Regions from separate parts of the Gasterosteus aculeatus genome. Here region 2 is linked to region 1. Evidence: chromatin contacts called from public Hi-C data. All regions are on one chromosome and are shown on one strand. The core of a region is the stretch at or near the end of the contact, and the rest is flanking DNA. Distances in the headings are between cores, read along the strand shown. Region 1 has its middle 6.0 kb from the start of LOC120832524. Region 2 holds the start of LOC120832520 (inverted formin-2).

Region 1 (4,657 bases), core at 2,047-4,546:
CCCCTGAGGAGAAAACTAGGAGGACCCAGAAATGCGATGCAGCCAAAAGGAGATTGCTCATCTCCCGGTCAGATGCAAAAGGCGGAAGTCCCCTGGGGAATATTGGCAAGGCAGGCTGATCTCAAAGGACCCTTGAGAATATCCCATTTCGGGCCAAGGGGCCTCTACAGTGCTGCTGTCAAACAATTGTGCTGACCTGAGAGGGATGGGTGATGGGTGGCAGCACCCTGCGCCCCGGGAAGTCTTTTTTAATTTTTTGTACAAAAACAGTACAGCTTGAATAAAAAGACACTTCGGCAACGCGCGATTACGCAGAAACCATTAAAGGGGACGTTGAGTGACTCACATTACAATCCTGCAGCTTCGAACCAAAATGAAATGCGAATACCGTACCCCCCCCCCCCCCCCCCCGCCCCCGCCCCCCCCCCGCCCTCGACTCCACGGCACTCCCCAAATCATAAACAGATCCTCAGTTATTCCACACGCGCTGGTGCTGCCTGGGTCACGTTCACCCCGGCCTGGTCGCAGATACCCGTGACCGACCCTATTACACACTTACCCAATTACCGAGTGAGACTAGGCAGGTGTGGGTGGGGGGGGGGCACACACACACACACACACATAAGCGTCCAGGGTTAGCAGCAGGCTACAGGGGTCGTCGAGTGCACCGAGTTGCGTCGTGCAGGCCTGGCCCCGTCCCAGCTGGCTTTGGGCCGCGGTACAGGTGCCACACTAGATCACCACCGGGACCTCCTTTCACCCTATACACCCCCCCAACTTCCCCCCCCCACACACACACACACACACACACAGCATATCGCTCTCCAGCTAGTGTGAGCTTTAACAACAGGTGCAGTAGGTTAGGCTGCAGGCCCCGACATGCGAGGAAACAGACTGTTATTGTGGGTCCTTCCTTCTATCATCTCCTGTTATTCCTCCCCCCCGCCCCCCCCGCCCCCCCTCGCCCCCCCTCGCCCCCCCTCTACCTCTTCTCCTCCCCAACAGCCCTGGGGAGCAATGGAGAGGTCCGACCTGAGCATGTAACCCGAGCACGACTCTTCTGTATTGTGCAAGGATGTTGAAAAGAGGAGGGGAAAACGGTGGAGGGTTTGTTGCACATGGAGAGGATTGGACAGCACGGCTGTGAGCTTGTGTGTGGATGTGTGTGCGTGTGTGTGTGTGTGTGTGTGTGTGTGTTTTAGAAGCAGTAAATAGGTTATGAGGCCGTCTAATGATAAGATTCCTCACCCCCGTGGCCGGCAATGGTGCAATTAATGTCAGGATTTGACCCACTGCTTTCACTCGGTGACGGATAGACGGCTGTCCATCCATCCATCAGTGCACGCCACCGGTCAGGATATGAACATGTCAACTGGTGCTCATTGGCTGGTGCAAATGCTTAAAAAAACAAGTCTGAAGTGCACAGTGACTGTATCCCAGCACAGGAAAACTTTGCAAACTACTGCATTTCATTATGAGGAATCCAGATGTGCTTCTTGGCTGCTGGTGAATGTCTTCAGCTCTGTATGACACTGCTGTCGGCCTCAGTGCAGAGAGAGGAATGACACCTCAGGGCAAGAACCTCTCTCTCTCTCTCTGCCTTTTGCTCATCTCCCTCTCTTTGCTCTCTTCTGACTCTTTCTTTCACCCTACTCCACTTACTTTTGCGCCCTCTTTCCTACCCCCGCCTCTCATCCTCTTCAGTCCGTCTTGTTTTTACCACCCTCTCTCTCTCTCTCTCTCTCTCTCTCTCGCTCTGTGTGCCACTGTTATCACATCATCTGCGCAGAGAGACGAGGTTGGTCTGACCAGTGACAGGTAATCAGAGGGCATGTGGGAGTTGGCTCCAGAAAGTCTGCCCCTATACCTACTTTGACACTGGCGCTCCCTCTTTTTTCTTTTTCATTTCCCCCCCTCCTCCCCCCGCTCTCTCTTTGTCTCTCAAAACACAAACTCACACAGACACACACACACACACACACACACACCGCCAGACATCTGCAGACTGCGTGGTGGACCAGTCATGTCAAATGTCAGTTAAGAAATTAGTCACCAGGGAGCAGGATGAGTAACATCGACTGTCTCATCGCCTCTTCACTTCTGTTCTGAGGTGTTCGGAACAATGTGGGAGCTGCCATGAGCAGTATTTTTTCATTTATTTTGCTACGCAAGACTCACCGACTGTTCCTGAATCTGACTACGAAGATGATTGTTAAGAGGAACGTTTGTGGTGGGATCATGTGTTGATTTCCTGAATAACAGTTGATCTCGTGCACATTCAGCCTTCGCAGCGGGAGAAAACTACTGTGAAGTTATAAACCTCTAAGTGTGCCGTGAAATGAAGTTTTTTTGTATTATTCTTAAATGTGTTTAAGACTGACCTTAAAGAAACTCTGCATGCACGAACAGTTAGTTCATTCTGCCCTCTATTGATACAAACGTGTAACTGCAAAAGAAAAAAAAGTCTGCTTTTGCTGCCTTATATTTTTTCCCTCTTACTTAAAACAATGCAGCGATTTATTTTGACATATATAAAGCTGACATTCCTCAACAGGTTGGGGGGGATATTGGAAAAATCTGATTCTCAAAGAGGAAGACGCATCCAAATCCAACGTCGGAAAACACATCCGTCAGTAATTTTACAAGCATTCTTCATTTTTAATGGTACTGGGAGAACATGCAAGGTCAGGAAGAAAAGGCCCATCCTCTCTTACTTTTAACCATTGGACCCCCCCCCCCCAAGCCATCTTAACATGTCATTATTGTGTGACTTTTGTGTCCTTGTGCTCCTAAAGTGGGTGGTGTCACTCACTCGTTTGAAGTGTAGACCACTGTCATTTTTCTGTCAGTCTATTTAAATAGCGGTTGGAGAGAGTCGGACTGAGTCACGGGTCCCGTCTGCCACTGTGGGAGCGTCAGGAGAAGTCCCCCTCTGCTGGATCCTATTTGGCCGATCACCTGACAGGAGCCAGACGGGTCACCGGTGGGAGCTGAATCAGATCAGACGCGGCGGGCCACGTCTAGACGAGGAGCAGACCCCCTTCCTTGTATTGTTTGTTTGGTAGGTGGTGGTGAGAGAAAAACAGGAAGAGAGTGTGACTAAGCCAGTGAAAACCTGGTGTCCGGGAGCAGCGAAGGCTTCCTGCCGTCGGATGTTTCCTCACACACACACACACACACACACACACACTGACTGGCCAGCACTCAGAGTTATCGTCTATGTTTTGTGCGATAATATAAACTGGACACTATTGGAAGAGGTGCGTCTCTAGATTCCACCACACAGTGGCAGCACGACATAAAGAAAAGAAAAAAGGCCTTTTTTTTTTTTTCTCAGGGACTAAAAGCCAGGCTCACACAATAGGTGATAGGAATAGTTATTCCACTTTGATAAAATATGCTTATTTACGTTATTTAATAGAGTTAGGCGAGAAAATTGTCAACACACCTTAAGAATATCAATCTTCGAATCGATCCCTCAACAAGAAACCTTCGGTAATGTTCTGAAATGTCCTTCACACTTTCACCCACCTTTGCGTAACTTACACTCTCTCCTTCTGACCCGTATCTACTTTCCTTCGGTCCACGTGACTGCACATGAGCGCACATGCCGCCTATGGTCGATGATGTCAGCTCCCTCGCTTCACCTTCATAAAGGTCAGAGAACCAGCACATTTCTCACATTCTTGCTCCTGTCTCCTGTCCTCCTCCTCCCCCCCCCCACAAAGACAGGAGTGTATATTTGTCCCAGACACAACGTTAAGCAGTGAGCATTTTCCCTTCGCAAGGTGGTTGTTTCGCCTCAATGTTTGAGTCGGTGGAACTGTAATTATGTCCGAATTTACAGCTGAAACACGGGTTGTGACATTCCTCTGCCAGCTGGAGGTCTGCCTGTAAATCTGGCACCTTTACCTGAGGAGCCTCCCCCAAAGCACACGGAAACCGCTAGAACCTTCTAAGGAAAGCCTCAGGTGTGGGTTCACGCTTTCGGCGTGAGCTCAGGACTCAAGATGATCTAATCAGGACGATAGCAGGAAGGCAGAGTTGATATATTTTCATGATTTATGGTACGCCTCATCAGCTTGATTTATTTTCACCAAAAGAAAATGAGATAATGAGTTTATACTTACTGATTCAAAGGGAAATCAGAGTGCGTGTTTTTGTTTAAGATTATGCTTATCTGACCCTTGACAGCTTCACACATTGTTGATGCCAGCTATTTAAAAACGGGTGTTGGTCTGCCACTAGCAACTCCCTGGTAAAGATAGTTGAGCGTTTAGCAGCTAAAGTACCAATTGATTCCATTGGGATTTGGTGGTGACCAAAATAGAGCAAAAAACGAGAGAGCAAATGAACATTTGTGTCTTGAAATACAACCTCCAGATAAGTAGCAAATACTTTGTCTGTGCTTGATGTGTGAACAAGCAAACGTTTGCTCGCCAACGACAGCAACACGTTTTTTAGGTGACACGATGTTGTAACGCTCTCTAGTGGTCAACATTGCAGTTAATGGAGGTTTGAAGTAATCATTGAGAAAAAGATGATCGGCTCACTTCCTCCTCGATATCTAAATTGTGTTAAAGTGATATCATACATTGTGACAAGATTATGAAATACAAAATCACGTCTGTTAAAACAGCGCGCTCAAGGCTGGACT
Region 2 (4,655 bases), core at 2,100-4,599, 120 kb before region 1:
AGGTGAGCTGCAGGAGGGCGTCGGCGATGCGCGAGCATCCCCGCCCCGAAAGCCGGTCCAGGGCCTCCAGGAGGAGGTCCAGCCCGCTCAGCTCCAGGAACTGGACCATCCATGTCTGGTCGCTGCCCTCCAGGCGCCGCTTCAGCCCGGAGTAGTTGACCACGGTGGGAACCTGCAGCAGCCTGATGCACAGCTCCGGGTCGGCGCTCTCCAGGTTGGCCTCCAGCTGGGTGTCCGAGTCCTGCGAGGAGCCCAGGCGATCCCGGACCGCCGCCCACTTCTGTTTCCCGTCCGACTTCCCTGACATGGCGGCTGCGGAGGACAGAAGGGAACCAGATGACGAGGGGCCCTTTTCAGCTAGAATTTATCAGAAGTTCAGCTTGTTTTGGACGCCGGATGTCGTCTGTTTGCAAAGATAACCGAGGGTTCTATTCAGTCATTGCTATCCAGACAGGCGGAAGCTGGCCAAAATGCGGCCATGTCAGAAAGGAAAGAAGAATAGGAAACGATAACTCCACACTTTAGTGGATGATTAAAAAGGTATGTCAGCAGTCCGGTGACCACTAGCTCTGCCAAACATTCCTATCTAATCCTGCTTGAAAGAGAGGAGAGTTGTCAGCTGGTAAACACTCTCCGCAAAGCCCGGTTCAGTGCTGTCTGGGCGGCGTGTACCCTGGTTCGTCATGTGCAGACGCTTGTGACGGGCTAAAACATAGAGACGACTGTCCAGGAGAAACGTTTCACAAACATGACCCCAACATACGTGACATTGGCGTGGATGCACGCGTTGATCACCACGAGTGCCTTTTTCTGGTAAAACCTCCGAGCACAGTGCAGCTCTTTATTTCATCAAACCGCCTCCCCCACAAGCTCCAAATAACGATCTGCGTCGATGCAGGTTACAAGTATAAGCACGTCCCCGCATTATTAAAAAATGTTAAATTAAGAGCTTGGGACGAAAAATGGGGGAAAGCTTTCTTCAAAGTTGAAATTTCTTTTCTCTCTCAGTGGTTTGTAATAAAAAAGAACAAGCGTGAGCGGTGCTTCTGCCTCCTGCTGTGGATTTCACACTTGGCAGACATAAGATACACAGACGAGGCATCGAGGGATGAGCCCGTACAAGCGCAATGCTCTGTTAAAAGGTCGTTCGTGGAGCCAATCTGGGAGGAGTAATAGCTTTCAACAGATTTTTACCTTCCAAACGATGCCGGGACCCACTCAGAGATCCTGCCGCTTTATTCGCCGTTTCATGTTGATTTGGTGTTTTTGTTCCTCGGTAAAATAAACACAGCAAAACTCAAATGGGGATTTCTCTCCTTTCTAAAAAAAGGTAACGAGCAGAAGTGGAAAAATCGGAAAGAATAGCGTTTGCGCCCACTCGCCATGAATCAGGGCGAGGACTCGTCTTTGCTTGCACGTTGTGGCGAGGCGTTTGTCAGCGCTGAGTGCAGCGTCTCAGCCCTGCTGCCAGTGTGAGAGTGTTACCGTGGCAGCCAGCAGACAGACAATGGCGTTTCACAAGAGGCCTTCTCAATACTCATCAAAGGGCCGCGTTCACAAGATGGACGCGTGACTCGCTGCGCCGCGGCCCAATAGGACTCTATGTCCAGAAAAACAGTTCAACACTTTCTGATTCCACAACTTGATGTTTAGTGTGAGAGAATTTAATGGGAAAAAGAGGAAGTCTTTCCAATAGTTGAAGGGATGTGGTGCGTGCATAAACCGCATGACTCTGGGACTCTTGGTTAGGGAGGAAAGGACTTTCCCTGCACAGGAAGCTGGAGATAAACACGCGGATGTGACAGCTCCTGTTCTTCTCTGGAAACTGCTGTTTTCGTGGCCGATCACCGACGTGCGTTTTTTCGGTTCATGACGCAAACAATCTGCACGACACGCCAAGCGATGCCCAACTTCAACTGTGACGGGGAAAAACATTTGCCACATTCATCTGAGCATTCCTTAAATATCAAAGAACATTTTTTAATTCCCCCGACCCCGTCCGTCAAGTCTCCCACGTGGGCCGCTAATAGCCTGGCGCTGATTCACTGGACAAACCTCCTCATCTGTCCTCCGGTTCAACCGCCCACACACAGCAGCCCACTGCTTCTGTGCAACACCTCGGGACAGGCAGAAAACATCCTCGCTGACTTCCTCCGAGGCGCGTGCAAAGCTGGCTTGCACTGATGCGAGTCAGCAATAATACATGAGTGAATTCAAGAATAGCTTTAGGGGGATGAATATCAGTTTTAAAGCATGCACACCTCCCTGCATTTGTTTACATGCATTAAAATACCAGATGTAAAACAAACAATGGGGGGGTACGTGTTGTGTTTTACATCTTGATCACTGACATGATAGTGGATGTCATGCTGTATATTACTTGTAACACAATGTCGCTTGGGAATTGCGTAACTGTAGATAATGATGGAAGCTTCATCCGCGCGGTAGATTCTATTATTATTCCCAGAGTGATTATTCCAACATAAAACATCCGGCAGTCGTTTGACTGATAACCTACTCCCCTCCATTCTCTGCTATTTAAGGGAGTGACCAAAAAGTCCACAAGCACATTGTGGAGTTGAAATTGATCTTTTAGTTGTAGATTCCTGTATTGTTAATATTACAGGTCCGTTCAGCAATTAGCAGATTGGGTTTAACATCTGCCCATTTGCAGATGAATTGACAAGAGTCCACGCAGCTTTGAAACTGGAATAACCCGTTGAAGAATTTGTGTCCAAAGTGTTTTTTCCTCCTCCTCGTTCTGTCCGAGGAGAGGAGGGTTGAGAGGAGCCACGTCTTACACAACACATTGGCACACAGGAATGCACAACAACAGTTTGCCCATCTGAATTGTGCATTAACTCATTATGATTAAAACAATAACCCACAGACCTTAGTAGCAACATCTACGTTGTGCAACAGCGTTACTTTGCGCTGCCGTTTATTCCCCGCACAGCAAAGAGCATAACGGGACTACAGTCCCTCACTTGGGGGAGGAAGACACGGCAGAAAATACAGCGATAAAGCGTATGGTCCCTCCTCGTAATGCCTTGGTGCATCGTTATAGATCACATATAAACCGACTATGACAACCCTACCTGATTTTTAGTCCATGAACGCGAAGACAGTTTACAGATCCGCGTCCTGCGCGGGGGTTAAATCGGGTCGCGCTTTGCCGTCATCCGGACTTTTCTCTTTTTTAATCGGATCGATACGTCGGCGTGAAGCCCTGCAGGTGTCGGCGCGGTGTTGCACCCCGGAGCCCGTGTGGTGCGCGCAGGGCACCGTTTTCAAAAACGTTGCGGCCCCCGGGGCTTTTTATCCGAGACGGACGGCGTCGAATGAAGGCGGCGGCATTGGGTTCACTACAGCATCCGGTTGAGACCTTCAGAATAAAGCGTGTGCGTAACTGTCAGCGCGGATTTATTTGTTGAGATCCACGCAGATGAGATGGCGTTAACGCGTAGATTAGTCAATTGTCCCTCTAATTAGCGTTATATGGTAGCGTTGAATCAAGAGGTAAAACAAAGTATCACTCCTGAGGAAAAAATAAATGACAAAAAAATAAATGAAAAGACAACAATAACAAGATATTAAGTAAGATTTGGGTTTACAGAGTCTACAAAGTATTAAACAAATTACAAATGGAGAAATGTTGCCCGTGAAGGGATCCAATCGGGGTATCTAGATTTTAGGCTTAATAATATTTTCATATGTTCACGTTAGGCCACAATTTACCAAATTGAAACATGAAAGTGAAACTGCTAACTATAAGATCAACCATGGCTGGAGGAATGACCTGTGATCAAGGTGGATTCATCCAGATGTGAGAGATCTGTCTGCATATCCTTCGCACCCAAACAGGTTTCGGTGGACATTGTTTTATTGTGGAGGCAGAACTGCCGACCTTCCGGGGTTGACGGACCTGCTGCTTTCTGGCTTGAAGCTGATTGGGATGCGAAAATGCAGCCCAGTGGTCGAGGGCCCTCCTCCAATACTCCCCCATCCCATCAGCTGGAATGGACCTCAGGCGGACATTACCCAGTTTAATGGGCCAGTACAAGTTGCCCATCACAATAGGAGCTCAAGGAATGTCATTTTCTCCAGAGACAGCGGTCTAGTTGTTGTAGCCCCGTGTGGCCCGAGGCAATTGAGTTTACTAGAGTTTCACTGCCCCAGAAAGAAGTAGCCACAGTAAGTGACAAAAGTATTGTCCCACTACTTAGGCGTGCGTACAATATGACGTGTTGTTTCTCCACAACCAGCTGCAAGTTGTACTCAAGTTACGACATCAAAGAATATGCAGGATGGCTTTTGTTTTGAACGGAGCAACAAAAGCCATCTTAGGTGGTCAAACAGGTTCATGAAAGCCAGTAGAAAGCAAGCTCCCAAAATGTGTCAGGCGACATTACTTTCATTTATTGGTGTAATGAGCCCATGCAGGGATTGGATTTTCATCCAAGCTTTTAGGCATAAAGTAACTTTTAAACCACTCGTCCTGCTGTCAAACCTTTTACCTTGAGGACCTCTATAAAGGCGTTGCAGAGATTATAGTTGGTAGGATTTAGTTCTACTGTGTTTGTCCACAGGGAACCTTGGAGAAACACTTTAGGTTTCCCTTCAACAAAAAGGGTCATTAAAAATGCTCAATAGAA

What was found. A called contact is a pair of places that touch in the nucleus more often than the background predicts.
Region 2: a Hi-C map of whole body shows a contact between it and region 1, with 2.4 times the contacts expected there. The contact joins the promoter of LOC120832520 here to the enhancer-like site in region 1. A contact is called at or near these places in 2 of 6 Hi-C or Micro-C datasets (skeletal muscle and whole body).

The regions. Positions count from the first base shown.
Region 1 is chr15:3,651,285-3,655,941 of fGasAcu3.hap1.1, reverse strand. No RefSeq gene overlaps it. Among protein-coding and RNA genes, the nearest start is that of LOC120832524, 6.0 kb to the right of the region's middle. Within about 2 kb of position 3,296, at least 6 of the 9 cell types and tissues checked have open chromatin away from gene starts, as enhancers often do.
Region 2 is chr15:3,772,509-3,777,163 of fGasAcu3.hap1.1, reverse strand. It overlaps LOC120832520 (inverted formin-2), which reads right to left and starts at 3,349. Exons shown (of 22, transcript XR_013452763.1): 1 at 3,099-3,349; 2 at 1-312.